2 separate regions of the Ovis aries genome follow, and region 1 is linked to region 2. Evidence: chromatin contacts called from public Hi-C data. All regions are on one chromosome and are shown on one strand. The core of a region is the stretch at or near the end of the contact, and the rest is flanking DNA. Distances in the headings are between cores, read along the strand shown. Region 1 holds the start of ZNF703 (zinc finger protein 703). Region 2 overlaps LOC121818057 (a long non-coding RNA gene).

The links. A called contact is a pair of places that touch in the nucleus more often than the background predicts.
Region 1: a Hi-C map of tail adipose tissue shows a contact between it and region 2, with 4 times the contacts expected there. The contact joins the promoter of ZNF703 here to the enhancer-like site in region 2. A contact is called at or near these places in 2 of 16 Hi-C or Micro-C datasets (hypothalamus and tail adipose tissue).

Annotation. Positions count from the first base shown.
Region 1 is chr26:32,067,284-32,070,673 of ARS-UI_Ramb_v3.0, forward strand. It overlaps ZNF703 (zinc finger protein 703), which reads left to right and starts at 1,845. Exons shown (of 2, transcript XM_027962580.2): 1 at 1,845-2,262; 2 at 3,271-3,390. The coding sequence starts at 2,029. LOC121818023 (a long non-coding RNA gene) reads right to left here and starts at 1,262. Exons shown (of 2, transcript XR_006058119.2): 1 at 1,147-1,262; 2 at 1-46.
Region 2 is chr26:31,880,542-31,884,229 of ARS-UI_Ramb_v3.0, forward strand. All of the region lies in intron 3 of LOC121818057 (a long non-coding RNA gene), which reads right to left. Among named protein-coding and RNA genes, the nearest start is that of TRNAG-CCC, 120 kb to the left of the region's middle. Within about 2 kb of position 1,555, at least 3 of the 54 cell types and tissues checked have an H3K27ac peak or open chromatin away from gene starts, as enhancers often do. A contact at or near this core is called in tail adipose tissue, where this site is marked.

The sequences.
Region 1 (3,390 bases), core at 595-3,094, 190 kb after region 2:
TTAAACTTGACACTGGCAGTGGCAAGGATGTCAGAGTGCTCAGAGGCTGGTAGGAGAAGGAGGAGTGGGTAGGGGATAGGGACCACCACAATAAAATAAATGGGGTCTCCCCCCTCCTTCTTGTACCCCCCTTGCTGCGGTATGGAATACATCACCCAATCAGGCCATCCCTTGGCATTCATTGTAACCTAGTTTTATCAGGATTAAAATCGGGGTAGGGAACGCCTGTGTAATTTCTTAGAGGTCTAGACATCCTGTCCAAAAACCAGACCGATCCAAGGAGTACACTCAGTTTAGTGTTTGATTGACGTGGCCTGGGAGTGGTGCCTGGTGCCTTCTCTACTGAGCATCGTAAAGACTGCCATTTGTTATTTCTGTGATACTCGTTTCTGTTGGAAGAACGCCTTTGAAATCGTCTCTGCCCTTCTGGGGATCTCAAGGCGTTGATCAATGAGCAGCAGAGTCAGGGACCGGCAGTCCCGGAACAATATGCCCCGAGTGACAGGCCCGACAATCCGAGTGACAGATGCGGGCTGGGAGAGGGGTGCTCAGAGCAGGGCAGTGACACCAGCGCGCCTCCACTGGCCGCCGAGAGAACCGGGAAAGGGTTCTCCCCAAAGGCCTGCGTACAAAGGGCCAACTTCACCCTCTGATCAGCGGACGGGGAACTCTAACGCCAGGACAGGGACTATGTGAAATCTCTGTCGGGTGCGAAGCTGGCAATGCATACTTTATCTGAAAGGCACGGGAGGAAGGAGACAGGGGGATACTGTTATTTTCATTTAAAAGTTTTTAACTCCGAAATTCCCTTGGGAAAACCTAGGGCATCTTCCCCCTCGAGAAGAAAAGGGGGGCGGGGCGTGGAGGGGCCGAATCTCTGGCGCTTACAACGACGTGCAGTGTTTACAGAGACCCGCCTCTTCTAGGATGCAAACCCCTCCACGTCCCTACCCACCCGCTACCCCTGAAACAGCAGTCAGGCGCGGTGCCATGAGAGAATTGTGTGCCCTTAAGCAGCACGCCGTAAGAAACCCGGAACACACCCAAGCATCGAACCTATAAATCGGTGCGCAGGCACCGGGCGCCAGGCGCGTCCCGGCGGCGTGCACCACAAGCGGTGACCGCGCCTTATCGAGACCATCTCACCCCGGAAGGGGAGTCCTCAAACTTGCAGGTTGCGGACAGGGCTGGCTCAAAGTTGCTGGAGCGGTTTTCGCCGCGTCGCAAGAACCGTGGCTGCCTCCGAGGTTCGGGCGCTTCCTAGTGAGCACACCCGGGAGGAAGCCAATTGGGGGGGAAAGAGCTGAAAACCCGAGCCGAGCTGGGGTTCTGGAGGAGCGGCCCGCCCCCAGGCGGCCTCCGGGAGCGGCTGGGACTTGGCAGTCCCGGAGCCGGCCGCCAGGGGCTCCTACCCCATCCCCCAGCCCACCCAATTCACCCCACCCCAGAGACACATGGACTGCGGGTGACCTGTCCCCCTTCCCCGACCAGCACCACCCCACCCCACCCCAGCCGTGCGAAGGGAGAGAGCGCAGAGCGACAGGAAAGCCCGCGGAGGGCAGGGCGCAGAGCCCAGGGTCCCCGGGGAAGCCCTGATCTCGCCGGGACGCCGGGGCCCGGGCCGGCCCGGTTGGGGGCAGGGGAGGAGGCCGGCGGTGGGGCCAGGCCGCGGCGCGGCGGCTAGCGGGCGCGGCCCCTTTAAGGTTCTCCCCGCCCACCGGCTGCGCCGGGCGCTCTCCCCGCCCCGGGGTCCCGGCGAGATCGGCGATTGGGCGGGCGCGGCGATCCCTTTGAAGTGTGGCTGCCGATCGCGGCTATTTGACGTGCGGCTCGCGGAAGGCGAAGGTTTTTGTGTTGCTCGCCGGGGCCAGCGGCGGCGGCGGCGGCGGCGGAGGAGGAGGAGGGGTGGAGACGCGGCGACCGCTGCAGCGCACTCGGAGCTGCGGAGCGAGCCCACCCGCCCCGGGAGCTCGCCTCCCCGGTGCGCCCCCGCCCTCCCCGCCCCCCCAGCGGCGCTGCCTCCTCCAAATGAGCGATTCGCCCGCTGGATCTAACCCAAGGACACCCGAGAGCAGCGGCAGCGGCAGCGGCGGCGGCGGGAAGAGGCCGGCGGCGGTGTCCCTCTTGCCCCCGGCGGACCCCTTGCGCCAGGCGAACCGGCTCCCCATCCGGGTCCTGAAGATGCTGAGCGCTCACACCGGCCACCTCCTGCACCCGGAGTACCTGCAGCCGCTGTCCTCCACGCCCGTGAGCCCCATCGAGGTCAGTCCCCTGGTCGCTGCCCGCCGAGCGCCCGCCCCATTCCGCCCACCACTGCCCGGCTCCCTGTGCCCCGCGGCTCGGTGCGACGCTCGGGTCCGGCCCCAGTGGCCGACGGAGTGAGAGGAGGGACGGAGATACAGAGGGATCGGAGCCCACTGGGTTCTCTCCTCCGGGCTTCTCCCCGGGGGAGAAGGTTCCCCTTCCACGCTCGCCCTTCGGAGCTTCGCGTTTCCTCTCTCGGATTGGATTTGCTCTTGGAGTGTCCACTGGGCCCTTTACTTTTCCTCGGCACCCAGTCCCCAGGCCATAGAGTCTGTCTCCTGGGCTTTTTTCGGCCCCCCCCCCCCCCCACCCCCACCTCTCCACCCAGGTTTGTTCTCTTTGAAGCCCGATCGCCCCCCTCCCTCCCCGTCCCACTCCGCTTCTGCCCCATCCGGTTGGAGCGCACGACGCCCGGGCACTCCCGACCCCGGCTCCTTCTTTCTCCCGCTCCCCTGGGGGCCCTCCCCGGGAGGGAAGGGGGCTCCGAAGAGAGCGCCTGCGGCCGCCCAGGCTCAAGCTCCAGCTTCTCCCCTGCTCCCACCCCGCGGCGACACCGCCAGAAACCCGTCCCAAGCGAAGTTCCCCAAACTGAAGGCATAAGTTTTTAACCCAGGCCTAGAGAGGAGGAGGAGATGAGAGAGCAGGGGGCGAGTCACGGCCCCTCCCCCAGCCCCGACTCCAGAGAAGTCACCTTCCCCCGGGATGGTCTTCGGTGGACGCCTTCCACGGCCCGTTCCCCAGGGCCTGCGGCGCCCTCCGGGACCCGGGGCAGCGAAGGATCCCACCACTACCAACGCGCAGTGTAAGCGCAGTTGCGCTCAGCCCCCGCGCTCGCAGCAGGTCTCCCCGAGGCCCTCCTTTCCCATCTCACCCACCCTGCCCCCCAGGTAAACCCCCTCCCCCCGGCCGCTCCGTGGGTCCCTGGTCTCATCCCCTTCTCCCTCCCCTTGCCGCTGTCTCCCACAGCTGGACGCCAAGAAGAGTCCTTTGGCGTTGCTGGCCCAGACTTGCTCGCAGATCGGCAAGCCGGACCCGCCGCCCTCGTCCAAGCTCAACTCGGTAGCGGCGGCCAACGGGCTGGGAGCG
Region 2 (3,688 bases), core at 305-2,804:
GAGATTATGTGAAAGCTCTTTATAAGCGATAACCATTTATGCAATGACTGGATGTCATTGTCACCAGGACCAGGGCGAAGAGACCTGTCTTCACCAAGAGGTCAGGCTAAGATCCAGCACTAACACACCTGATGAAAAAGTAATTGAACAAAGAAACGGGTTTGCCGGGGCCCTGAGGAGGGACAGAATTCAGTCGTGCTATGCCTGAGCTCTGCTTACAGAATCTGCACCCTGACCTGCAGCTCCCAGCCCCTCACCATGACCAGCCGTGGGGCCTCTCCCTTACCAGTGAGAAGCAAGCAACCATCTGGGGAGGTAAGGGCACCGGAAATGAAAAGGAACCCCAGTACTGATTTTTCCAGACAGAGTTGTGGCAAAACCATACACAAGGACAGATCTTCTTGGATGTAGATGGCCCTGGGACAGGAAGTAGAAATCCCCGGGTGGGACCCCACTGAGCCACTGCCTCCCAGTCACCTCCCCACCTGGGGAAAGGCCAATGTCACTTCGCTTTCAAGGCATGGGATTCTGAGAGGCGTGCAGGTGAGTCTGGCTTCACAGGTAGGTGCCTGCGGGAAAGAGGGATGGGGGATGACCCTGCTGGAATTTGGTAAGTGACCCAGGTGCTAAATCCACCAAGACCTAACACTCTTGTAACGTTAGGATTCGTTGTCCACGTGCATCAGCCCCTGACCTATTAGATTCATGTGTTGGCATTTAATCAGAGAAAACCTCGAGAGCTGATTATTGGGCACCCGAAGCTCAGAGAGGTCTACTGTCTTGTGTGCAATCACACAGCAAGTCAGCTGCAGACTTAGATACCACTGGATTGAGTTTTCCTCCAAGAATGTTGTTTTTTTCTCTCTTTTCCCTCAGCAAGCTAGTCCCTCCAGGGAAAGGCTCAACTATGCCAAATGTGACTAATAAAAAAAAAAAATTATTTGAAGGATTTTTTTCTAGAATAAACCTTTCACTTTATATTTTATTGGATTAGGACTCGCTAACCTCCAGGAGTTTCTCACCTAGCAAATTGGAGACTGTTTCCCTTATATAACGAGCTTCCCCACATTTGGACAAGGTGAGTCAAGTCTTATGAAAGGCAGGAGACACACTGACAGTCATAGATAGCCGCCCAGAGCAGGCCCAGAGGGCCGAGGTCCAGGCTGGGAGCTGCAGACTCAAGGGGCCACCTTCCTCCACCAGCGGAGGCCTGCAGGGGGCTTTGCTCCTGGACACAATCAGCCCCTGATGCTACAGCCCATTGCCTCCTGTCTGGGGTCCATTACCCACACGGCGGGAGGAACTTCAGCTTGAAAGAATGGAGGCCCATCTCTTTCTACTGCCTCCAGGCAGCATTGTGGGTTTTGCAACCAAAGAGAAAAGAAAAAGAAATCTTGAACTGTTTTTCAAATGTTCTGGGTCTTGGCAACCCCAAAATGCCTTTTGCCAAATGCTTTTTCCCTTAATTTTTAAACCTCGGGTGTATTTCCAGAACAATCCGATCCATCTGCTTCTGATTCATTTACACTTAACTCATTAGGAGGCTCTTGCGTAAGGAGCAGTCTGACGTCCTCAAGCTCCCTGGGTGAGGGACTCTTCTCCCCTCTTTGAATCAGAGGGAGGCATCTTGCCAGCTGGGTATGGAGCACAAACCCCAAACAATGGAAAGCCTGGCTGGAAACCTGGAGGCCCCAGGAGGAGAACAGGCTTCTCTGGTGTCCCTCCCATCACTCATCAGCTCTGCTCTTCCCATCGGATTATCATCAGCATTGCTGGTATTGTCGTTAAGGAGACAGCAAATGGCCGCATATTATTGTGAAAGCCTTTGTCTTGTATTCCAAAATGTGCCATTCTTCATTCACGCACTCTAGATTCATCTGCTTAGACATGGAACAAACACTCCCAGCCAATTGTGAACCATCAGTAGGGCCTTGGGTAGGGTATCTGATCCAGGACTTAGAGCTTAATGCCAGTCTCATCCCAGCTTGCCTTCTGAGCTCTACCAGGAATCCCAGGCAAAGAAATATGGGCAGAGAGCAGCTTCCAGGGAAGAAAGCAAAGGGGGAAACCATGGGGATGATCCCAAGGGACACACAAGAGAAAGAGACGGCTGCGACTTCCTTGGCGGGCCAGTGGTTAAGACTCTGCACTTCCAATGCAGAAGCCACTCAGTCACTGATCAGGGAACGAATACCCCACATGTTGCGCAATGGGGAATTTTTTTTGCAATTTCAGCTAAAATTTTTAAAAAAAATAAAAGAGAGACCGAGAGATGGCTGGCTTCTGGGGGTCTGAGTGACTGGCCAAACTAAGCCACAGCTTCTGCTGCATCACAAAATTCACCCAACTTTACTAGGAAAGAGGCTTTTCTCTCCCACCTTCTGTTCTTCATTATCAGCCTTCTCACTACCACTGTTATTCAACAAAATTAATTTTGAAATGTATGGAGTGACTTCTCTAGGCTTAGCTCTGCCCTAGACTAAGAACCAGAGAGGCCAGAAAAGGCAATGAAATGTCCTTCCCTGGAAGATTTGCAGCCCATCTGGGGAAACATTTCATTTTTCAGGAGTGTATACTATTAGCAAGACAGCTTTTGGCCAAATGAACAAGGCATAGAAAGAGTTTAAGACAGGTCCACCAAGGAGAGAGATCTCACGAACTCAAATGGTCAGGAGGTAGGTTTCGAAGGAGCCAGCCTCGAAGATGAGTGCTTGGCTAGATGGAGAGGAAGAGGTAGCTACCTGGAGGAGGAAACAGGAATGAAGGCTCACTGATGGAAAAGAAACTAGCATGTTTATGAGACAGTAAGAGTGACCATATTAAGACACAGGCAAATAAAAGAAAAAGTAGGGAGTAGGTGACTCAGCTAAGAAGTCTGGATTTAATAGGAAACTCTAGAGTGAGTCACCAGAGGGTATTGAGCAGGGAAGGAAGATGCTTTGAAAGCAGTGGTTTCAAGGGAACAATCTGATGTCAACGGACAAGGTTGACCAGTGTGGAGAAAGGTTGGAGGTATGGAGCTGCCAGGAATCCACTGCCATGTTACACGTGTAATGACAGTTCAGTTCAGTTCAGTCACTCAGTCGTGTCCGACTCTTTGCGACCCCATGAATCGCAGCACGCCAGGCCTCCCTGTCCATCACCATCTCCCGGAGTTCACTCAGACTCATATCCATCGAGTCCGTGATGCCATCCAACCATCTCATCCTCTGTCGTCCCCTTCTCCTCCTGCCCCCAATCCCTCCCAGCATCAGGGTCTTTTCCAATGAGTCAACTCTTCACATGAGGTGGCCAAAGTACGGGAGCTTCAGCTTCAGCATCATTCCCTCCAAAGAAATCCCAGGGTTGATCTCCTTCAGAATGAACTGGTTAGATCTCCTTGCAGTCCAAGGGACTCTCAAGAGTCTTCTCCAACACCACAGTTCAAAAGCATCAATTCTTCGGCACTCAGCCTTCTTCACAGTCCAACTCTCACATCCATACATGACCACAGGAAAAACCGTAGCCTTGACTAGATGGACCTTAGTCGGCAAAGTAATGTCCCTGCTTTTGAATATGCTATCTAGGTTGGTCATAACTTTTCTTCCAAGGAGTAAGTGTCTTTTAATTTCATGGCTGCAGTCACCATCTGCAGTGATTTGGAGCCCACCAAAATAAAGTCTGACACTATTTCCACTGTTTCCCTGTC